2 separate regions of the Mus musculus genome follow, and region 1 is linked to region 2. Evidence: chromatin contacts called from public promoter capture Hi-C data. All regions are on one chromosome and are shown on one strand. Each heading gives the region's core, a stretch centred on a gene start, on an enhancer-like site or on the middle of the called end of the contact. The rest is flanking DNA. Distances are from core to core; before and after follow the strand shown.

The links. Promoter capture Hi-C pulls out the DNA fragments that hold promoters and counts their contacts.
Region 1: a contact with region 2 is called in a promoter capture Hi-C map of hippocampal neurons, with 7 times the contacts expected there. The contact joins the promoter of Krtap20-2 here to the promoter of 4930590A17Rik in region 2.

What each region holds. Positions count from the first base shown.
Region 1 is chr16:89,203,648-89,208,593 of GRCm38.p6, reverse strand. Krtap20-2 (keratin associated protein 20-2) reads right to left here and starts at 2,733. Exons shown (of 1, transcript NM_001163615.1): 1 at 2,200-2,733. The coding sequence starts at 2,680. The coding sequence ends at 2,498.
Region 2 is chr16:87,906,603-87,911,829 of GRCm38.p6, reverse strand. It overlaps 4930590A17Rik (RIKEN cDNA 4930590A17 gene), which reads right to left and starts at 2,559. Exons shown (of 6, transcript NR_155304.1): 1 at 2,469-2,559; 2 at 1,039-1,123. The region is part of intron 15 of Grik1 (glutamate receptor, ionotropic, kainate 1); the gene reads left to right.

The DNA.
Region 1 (4,946 bases), core at 1,484-3,983, 1.3 Mb before region 2:
TTCCTTTGTTTTGGGGGGTGGTGGTGGTAAATTGGGTTTTTGTCCAATTTTAATTTAATTTTAATTTTAATTTTAATTTTTGTCCTTAAGAAAGGACTTAAAGTTGGGTGGATATGAAGGAGGAGAGGACTTGGAGGGTACAATCAAACTAGTTAAATTTTGAAAATTGTTTTAAATAATAAAAGATAGAGATAAATCTTCAAAAAATAGAGACCAAAGAATGACTGTATTCGTAAAGTTTATAAATTATCTTGTCCTAAACCAAAATAAATAACCTTTAGAGAACAGAAGAAAAACTGAAGAAAGCATCAAATAATTGAACGACATCCCATGATCATGGGCTGTCAGAATTAATGATTTAAGTACTATATGTACTAAATTAATGTACAGATTCAATGTACTCTATCAGAGTCCAAATTATATTGTTAGTAGAATAAAACAACACAACACCAAGATCATGAGATCTAAAAGCGCTCAAACATTCAAAACAATGTCGAGGAGAATGATGCTGAAGGCATTGTAAATACCTGATCTCAAATTATTCTTCAGAACCATAGTTAACAACAATTAATGCCACTAGCATCAAAACAGACACATGATTCAGTGGAAAAGAAGAGGAAGACCAAGGGATAAATCCATAGCACCATGGTTTACTTAATTTTGACAAGGATATCAAATAAACGTGCAATGCAAAATGTCTCTTGAGCAAATAGTGGTATAGAAACACAATATGTATGTGTATAAGAAAGAAATTAGAATATGACCTCAAAAGGGACCTAAAATCTTAATTTTAATCCTAAAATTTTGAGAAATTTAGTGGAAAACAAAAGTAAAATTTTCAAGACGAATTTTCATGAAAGAGCTCCAATGGCATCAGCATAACATGATAACACAGGACAGTGTGAAAGCAAAGCAAAACAACGACAAAAAAGCCTCTTGCATAGCCAGTGCCAGAGTAATGAAAGCTGGGGGAAGTCTTTGGCATCTACTCATCAGATCAGTGATTAGTACATTTAATACACAAAATTTTATTAAGCCACACCCTTGAGACTAAGAATAGTGGTCAAAGGCAGAGAAATAACAAAGTTAATTAAGTAATGCCAAAATACAACTAAAGGGGATATACTTCCTTTTCACACAGCTAAGTACTGTGTCTTTGGGTTTAGCCAATATTTGTATTACAACATTGCTTCAGAAGGGATGACAGATGGCTTGATTATTAAAGGACATGCCACACACCCAAGAGAAAAAACTCCATAAATATAGATAACTTTTTATGTATCCAACTAAGGATGCTCTGTACAACAGAATAATTATCTGTACACAAGGAAAGAGAACATGTGCTTCAGACAAGGCGTTAATACACAAAATTGATGTGGGACACACACAGCTAAACAGCCAAAAAGCTAAAATGATGCTAAAATGAGCAGAGAATTAGAACAAATATTTGTCAAAAGACAAGATACAAATGGTCAAAAGATATGATAAGGTTCTATTATGCTAATATCCCAGAGATGCCAATCAAGAACAAGATGAGATTGCATCTCACAACTGTTAGACAATACTAGAATGAAGAAAGATTAATGATGCAGACTTTGTAGAGAAAAGGGCACCCTTTTGCATTGTTGGACAGAATGTGAGATGGTACAGCCATGACAGAAAATATCATAGCATTTATCACTCCCTGTAACACATATAATAAATATATATAAATTATGTATAAGTATATATACTGAAATATTATATATACTAACTATGTAATATATATTTATAACAAAACCATACATATTAATACACACACACATATATATGTATATATATATATATCTTCTACATGTATATATGTGTGCCTATGTGTATGAAATAGAGGCCATGCCACCGCATTTTAACTAAAGGAAATCCAATCCATCTTAAAGTACTACCAACACTATCAAGTCCACAGTCACATTGTTCACAATAGCAAAGATATGGAGCCAATGTGCATGAGTAGATGTGCTTTTCTTTCTCTCTCTCTCCTTTCATTCTCCTCCCTCCTTCCCCCTCCTTCCTTCTCTTCCCATTTCCCTCTTTTTACCCAGATCTAAGTCCATTTTTAACATATCCTTTTATCTCCCACACCCCTTTCCTCTGTGAATACACAATGGGACCAAACGCATACAAATGAAAAACATATGAAAGCTGATGAAATATGGAAATTTACTTTTTGGAAAGTTTATTTGATAATACTTATATTTCTATACCCAGGTTGAGAGTCATATTTGATCATGTTAAAAAAAAATGTTTCAAAGATGGTGCCAAACTATAAGTGCTCACATAATCCAGTTGAAGGTGAGGGCATAAGTAGAAGATGCTAAGTTTCATATTTTTAAAATCAGATATTACATTATAAAGTTAGAATATTTGAAATTATTTAAGAGTTCTTGATGTGAAGAAGCTTATAAGCACTTCATTAAGACAGCAGTTTATAGGCAACATTCTGGGCAGCTGCTGAAGCTCTTCAGTAGAAGCCACAGGACCAGTATCTTCTATAGCAGAGTGGGCGGCAGCAGCCATAACCATAGCCACCATAGCCACAGCCATAGCCACAGCCATAGCCACAGCCATAGCCACAGCCATAGCCATAGCCTAGGCCACCATAGCCACAGCCCAGGCCTCCATAGTAGCTGCCATAGTAACACATGGTGTCAGGAGTGGAGAGTTCAGCTGAGGAATAGGAGTGTGTTTCTTTAGTTTGGATGTCACAATCTACCAAGGGCCTTTTATATGCCAGGGTTATTGTTGTGGAAACCACAGGCGTTGCAGCACCACATAGCTCACTGCTATGCTTCATAAAACACCCTAAGTGTTGTCATGTACTGGACACACAAGGCTGCATAACTGAGATAATTGTGCTCCTACATGATTCCACAGTCAAATCAGGGAATCTGATTTATTTTTCAACTCTTCATACCATTCCTTATAGTAGATTAGTGAATACATGACATGATTCTGTCACATGATACAAGTCATTACACTTTTCTCCATTATACATAGATATGCATATATTAATTTCCATTGACCTAGAGAAGGAAGAAGATTGATATTTTTCTCTCTTTTGTTTTGTTATTTTTGGAATGAATTTTGTATTGAGGAATAAGTTTTTTGAGTCTTTCTCGTGAACAATTGGTTAAGTTGTTTGTTATTTTGGTGGGCATTTGGCATCTTATATTAGTATATTTGGTGTTTTTCTTAAGCCTTTTTTGATTATAAATTGCTTTAAAATCAGCAGAACATACTTCTTTTAAAATCATGGTCATACAAGCTTTATATATAATCATATATAAAATTTAAAGAAAAAGGGCAATACATAAAGTTGAATCTACAAAAATACTATAACATTACATGAGATATTGTAAGAATGTATATTTGAAGATTCAAGTCTAACATCCACAAAATATGTGGCATTTTGCTTTTAGGTCTCATTTAGCTCATTGTTGTGGCTCCATTCTTTCTGTTACAATTTTCATAATTTCATTTATCCTAACAGAGGAATAATGTTTCATTCCATAAATCTAGCATAGTTTTATTACATGTTTATCTATAGATAGACCTTGAGACAGTCTGCTTTCTGGGTATATTGAATAGATCAGCAATGGTCACTGATAAGCAGGTTTAGTAAGATATAGAGACCTTTGTATATATTGCCAATCTTGGTAAACCTGGATCATGCAGTAGATCCACTTCTAGGATCTTTTTTTTTTTTTTTTTTTTGAGGAATGTTCACACAGAGTTTTATAGTAGCTGTACAAATTTGAGCTTCTAACAACTGCAAATACATGTTTCCCTTTCTCTAAATCCACACCAGCATTTATAGTCCTTTATGCTTTTCTTTTTTTTTTAATTGTTTTATTTATTTACATTCCAAATGTTGTGCTTTTCATTTTAGCCATTCTGACTGAGATAATGAGAAATTGCAAAATAGTTTTGGGTGTTTGATGGTGATCTTTATGGGAATAATGGTGTTCTTCACTGTACAGAAATTTTTAGTTTTATGAGGTCATGTTTATATGTTGATGGATTATGTCTTGAGTTACTGCTGTTCTTTACCTGAAATTCTTTTCTGAGCCACTGAGGTCATGGGCTATTCTTTGTCAGATTCCATTTTCAGTGTCTCATCCCTATTTTAATGTTAGCTCGATGAAGTTTAAATTACTATATCTCTTTAGAGGTCAAGATATCAATGAGTTAATGTAGATGTGCATGTGGTAAGTGCTCTCCATGGAGTTGAGGTAAAATGCAGTGATAACAATGGGGGAAAAGTTATAATAGAACAAGAGGGTTAAGTAGGCTGGATGAGGAAAAGCAAGAAAGTCATCATAAATAACACCAAAGACCTTATAAGAAAGTTGATGGAAATATGCTTGTCACTGTAGAAGCTTGCATTCCAAATATATTTAAAATGGAGTAACACTATAATGGGGGCTACAACACCCACCCTAGACTCAGCAGGATAACAAGTAAAAATGCCAGTATCAGACATATGCTATCTCTTTAGGAATTCTTGACCAGTGTAGCCCCATATGCCTCTAAAAATGGCAGGCTACAGCCAATGTTATTTGTTTATCCTTGAGAATCTGACCACAAGACCTTGTGGATGAACACATAGTTGAGTCACAGAACATGGAGAACTCAAGCTTTCCCTGACCTTGAATCTTCACACCACTGTGCAGCCTTTTCCCCTTTTTTATTAGATATTTTCTTCATTTACATTGCAAATGCTATCCCGAAAGTCCCCTATACACCCCCCCCCCCGCCCTGCATCCCAACCCACCTACTCCTGCTGCCTGGCCCTGGCATTCCCCTGTACTGAGGTATATAATCTTCACAAGACCAGGGCATCTCCTCCAATTGATGGCCAATTAGGCCATCCTCTGCTATGTATGCAACTAGATACATAGTTCTGGGGG
Region 2 (5,227 bases), core at 1,310-3,809:
TGCACTTTCTTCCCACTCACCTAAGATAGAGTAGTTCTTCTTAAAGCCATCTTTTCTGAGCCTTGCCAAGTTCACATTCATGTCCCTGGATGCATCACCATCATTAATACATTCTAAATGTGCCGTAAAGACGGGCAAGGGGGAGAAAATAAATACCAGAGACAATTTCCATACGCGTTAGTCATGGATCTCTGCAGATTTATTTTCTACCTGCATTCAAAGTGAACAATCCCCAGGCCACCTCAGCTTGGTGACACAGAAAGCCAGTGGCATGCTTGATGTGGTGTGACAGAGAGTGTCTGCTGTTTGCACTGAGTTCATTCCCTCCTGGCAGAGAGGAGGGAAATCGAGCTGCATTTCCTCCCCTTTCAGTATGGAATTTTGGTCTTTGCTCTCTGTCAGATTTCCTCTTGACTTCTCAAGCGATCTCCTAGAATACACTCCAGAGAAGGAGGGTTTTGGCATCTGGACAATCATGCTGCATGACCTTCTAGCTTAGCTTTAAATGGGTTCTAGGATCTTAGTCACAGCTCCTTCCAATCAACTTTATATTTCCTCAGTAAAGCATGATCAGAACAATTGACTCCTACACTGATTGCTTCTCAGCCTTGTTCTTTAAATAAATTAGCCCTTATGAAAATGCCTAAAAATCATATTACTATTTATTTACTCTTATTGAAGTGGGGAAAGGCTGCTGTGTGTCTCTAATCGGAATTCACATTTTCAGGATCAATAGAATCAGATTACCGGGCAGGATAAAGGATACACTAGTCTTAGTTTCATGACTTATTGATTCAGCAGACAGAATCCACAAGGTGCTTAAGTTTATTTCCCAAAATCTATTTAATACATCAAAGTGGCTATAAAATTTTCTGAGTGACTGATGATACAGAAAACTCAAACTGGCAATAACTAGCAAAATTCACTTTCCTGCATAGACCATTCTTAAGTTTGATTCAGAGACGAGTAAAGAAGCAATTTCCTTCCAAAGTTAGCATTAGGAGGGCTTGGGATAGAGCTCATTTGGAGAATGCTTACCTAGCTCACTTGGGGCTTGTGTGGTGCTTCTCAGTCCCAGTTATGCATACAACCATCTATGGTGACACAAGACCATAACCCCAACCTGCAAGAGGTAAAAGCTGGAGAATTAGAAAATGAGGATCAACTACATATTGAGTTTAAGGGAAGCCTGGGTCACAGGACACTTGTCTCAAAAAAAATTTTAGATAAATAAATAAATGACATTTTGGGTTTGTTTTAGACTGTATGCTCTCTAATTCTGACATTTACTTAGTACTTTATAGCTTTCGAAATGTTTATACACACATCACATTTGATCCTTTGTGTGATTTTAATTCAGCTTTACTATCAGAAGTAATGGATATTGGAGTCCAGAACCTTGAGTCATGGAAATACAGTTAATAGAGAATTTTATAAGTTGTCCAAACTCTGCTTCAAGCACAGCCACATGTGACTTCATTGTGTGGAATCGCTGTGTTTCAGTGGCTAAATATTTTCCAGCTTCCGTTTTCAAACATCTAACACTAGAAGGTTACCTAAGAGCACAAGGTTGCTTTGAAGAACTATTTATCAAAATAGGTGCCACTGGCAAGCACTTAATGAGGTTTTCATGGATAAATAACACAGAGGGAACCAAACTCAACATTCCCTCACCATGTGGTAGTTTAGTATATTCAATATGGTATCATGGATGAAAAAATTTCAACCTATTCAGTATCTCTCATGCCCTTAGGTCATAGTGTCTTTTCTATGAAGCAACTGGCAAGACCTCTGTCCCCATATGACACTCTCTAAATCTATCATGAGAACACTGAAATCACATCATGGCATAGAACATAAAACTACTTTAGTCTTTATATTAAATATGGCATCCTATAGAATAATTAAATATTTCTCTCTGGTCACATAAGCAGTCAGAAAATGATCAGCATCTTAAAGAAAATGGGATTAAGAATATAAATAATCAAACACTGTCCAATTTTCCCCGAGCACGTGTTTAAAATGAACAGCCAAGTCACTACACTCAAGGGAAGGGCCTGCATGAGGAAGATATGAGGATTTATAGGAGTAGCTTTGAGCAGTCTCTCCAGACAGTAAACTCTAGTGCGAGGTTAGGGCAAGGCAACTGCAATCATTTGAGACATTCAGTTGTTTCTCGTAGTCAAGTAAAGTTATGACTCAATTATCTAATCAGTAGTTTAAATAAGAAGTTGGATCCCGATTAATCATTGCTTTGTATGAATTGACTCAAACCAAAAATGGAGCTACTAATTCTAAGTGACAGATCATACATACATACATACATACATACACAGGCATATTTGGCATTTGATATATAATGGACCATTTATGTGGAGAATCCAAGAAAAATTGTGTATCTTTAAGACAGAAACTTCATGATATTGATAATCTCAACATTTATTGGTAAAACATAGATCCATCCTTACTCAGAATGATCAAGTAAGTAGGTTGTTGCTGACTTGGGCCTTTGTTGATTTTTTTTTCTACTTCTCCTCTTCTTTTGTCCAACCTTCTAACAACCAGTTCTTGTTGCCATGGCAATAACTGCTGAGACCACATTGACCTCTACCGGGTCCATTTCGTTTCAAGTGAAATCTAGAACAAAAGCCATCAAACGATATTTGCACCATTGGTTCAGAGAATTTAGTGTAAATCACAGTCATCTGGAGGAGGGATCTGCAGCTCGTACACTCACACTCGTGTGTTCACTTGGTGGGCACAGCCAGGAATTGGCAGGTTTCACCAAGCCTGAAAATGAATATTTAAAATTCACTCTCTGCATTGGTTTCCATTAAAGTTAACTTGAATGTATTAATTTTCTCCAAAATCAGGACATACACATGAGTCTTGAACTCTCTTGAATGCTAAGGATTGTTTGATAGTTTTTTTTTTTTAACATAAATTTATTTCACAATAATCCTGAGTACAGCTGCTTTACTTTAAAGCACTTGGCAAACATGGGCTCTTATAAATAAATAAATAAAAATCCTCCCTTGAACATAGCAGTTTTGTTAAGTTAGATGGTAAGCATCAATTTTTATAACACAATTTTTCGGCTTTCAAAATTCCTTCCATAGAAACTGGCGATATGGGCAAGACAGTTCTTTCTTAACCTTTCAAAGCATTTCCATTTACAACAGTAGCAGGCTGTGAGTTATATTTTTAAATTACTACTTAAAGTCAAGCAGAGAGGCAGAATGGCATTAAAAGATTGGACGAAGGCATCAATAATAATAACATTATATTAATTTGTTTCTTCATAAGTCTGTCAGTCACCTAATTCAAAGAAGAAAAATAATAAAGCTTCATATTGTACTTTGCTGTTTTAGACTAAAATTACAAATTGAATTTTAACATTTTTTTTTTCAGTAAAACTACATAAACAATATGAAAATTGGCTGGACTCCTATGATTATAAACTTATTCAAAAAATCATTCTCAAAAATCCTCACTGTATTTGACAAGCATTATGTTATATTGTTTATGAGTCATAATGCAATACTACAGTGAATTCCAATTAATGTACAAGCATGTGGTGTTTATACTACAAGGTCTGTTTGCTAGGAAGCCTGAACACGGAGAAGCAAAGGGAAAGAAAACAATTTTCCTGTACTGCTTTCTGTACACCTAGTTGCTGCAAAAGGCACCATAAATTAATCTCTCGCAGAGAGTAAAGGGCCCCTGCTTCCTGCTGACATTGTAGCTCACCTGTAGGAACTACCTCACTAAGCTTCACCCCTCTGTGGATTGTTATGTCCAGATGCGCAGGAATTAAAATCGTTTCGGCTTTCAAAATTCCTTCCACAGAAACTGGCGATATGGGCAAGAAGGTTCTTTCTTAACTTTTCAAAGCATTTCTAATTACAAGGGTTAGAACGTGCTGGGAAGAGCAAGCCAACCCTGCAGTTGCACCGCCCCATGCTTTCGCACCTTGCCAAACTTGAACTTCACTGACAGAAGGCTGAAACCAACTGATGCCTAAACTACCTAACAGCGGGCCTGGGCCTCACAATGTGTGTGCAGCAAAACTACTAATGGAAAGCAGAGGGATTGAGGGAAGTTACTGTAGTTTCCTCAACAATGAAGACAGTTGAATAAACTTAGCCGAAGTTGCCTTTCTTCCCAAATTTCCAATTGACATTTTCAAATTTAACTATCTTAAATATGAAATAATTAGCTTCTAAACAGAAGGCTTTCCCTGATCTGATCTCCCAAGAGTTTACAACCACAGAAACTAAGAAACTGCTGTGCACAAGGAGTCTGCCAGAGTCTGGCACCTTTCTATGTACTTTACAGTGTCCACAGCTCCGTTGTTTCCTCTTTGGTCTGATCAACTTATTTAACAAATGATACAGGAGCCAGTTGTTTTTGTATTGGTGGAAAGACTGCCTTTCCATAGAAACCCAAACACTAGTATCACAGAAATGAGGAGCCATTTAGTATTCATCTACAAATCCCTCCTTCCATACATAAATAATGCTGTCTTATAAACCCTACTCTAAATATCCTATGTGACCCAATAGAATTAAATTAGTCTTGAGAATTAAAACAGTTCAGTTCCCCATACTGCTGTTCAATGGGCATGGAACTCTGATGGAGTGAATTTGCTTTCCCCAACCTGTTCCCTCAACTTTAGACAGAATTTGAGGTTACTATCTCAATAAATAAATAAATAAATAAATAAATAAATAAATAAATAAATAAAATATACTAGAAAAATGGAAAGGAAATAACATATCAAAAGTAGAGTGGAAATAAAACCCTTAGCATATGTGTTTTAAGATGGCTCTGTGTATCTGCTGAACATAATACATTTTTAATAAGTGGGATTACATTGCCCTGGCAGTACAGTTCAGTGAAAGGCCTTCTGTGGACAGAAAAAGATCCAGTCAGACAACACAGCATCAAGAGTGAGGAGATGCCCATACAACAGAACTTATGCAAATTGTTCCAAACAGTGACACTGCAGAAGCGGATCATCCTCAACTATAATGAACCTATATATTAAATCAACACACACACACATACACACAGAGAGAGTCAGAAGCCCAGAGAGACAGAGACAGACAGACAGAGACGCAGAGACAGAGAGTGACAAAGAGGCATGCACATAGACAGTTCTTGGAAGCATAGAATTGATGACATACAAACTGGTAAAGGAGAAACAAACAGGGCAGGTAGGACC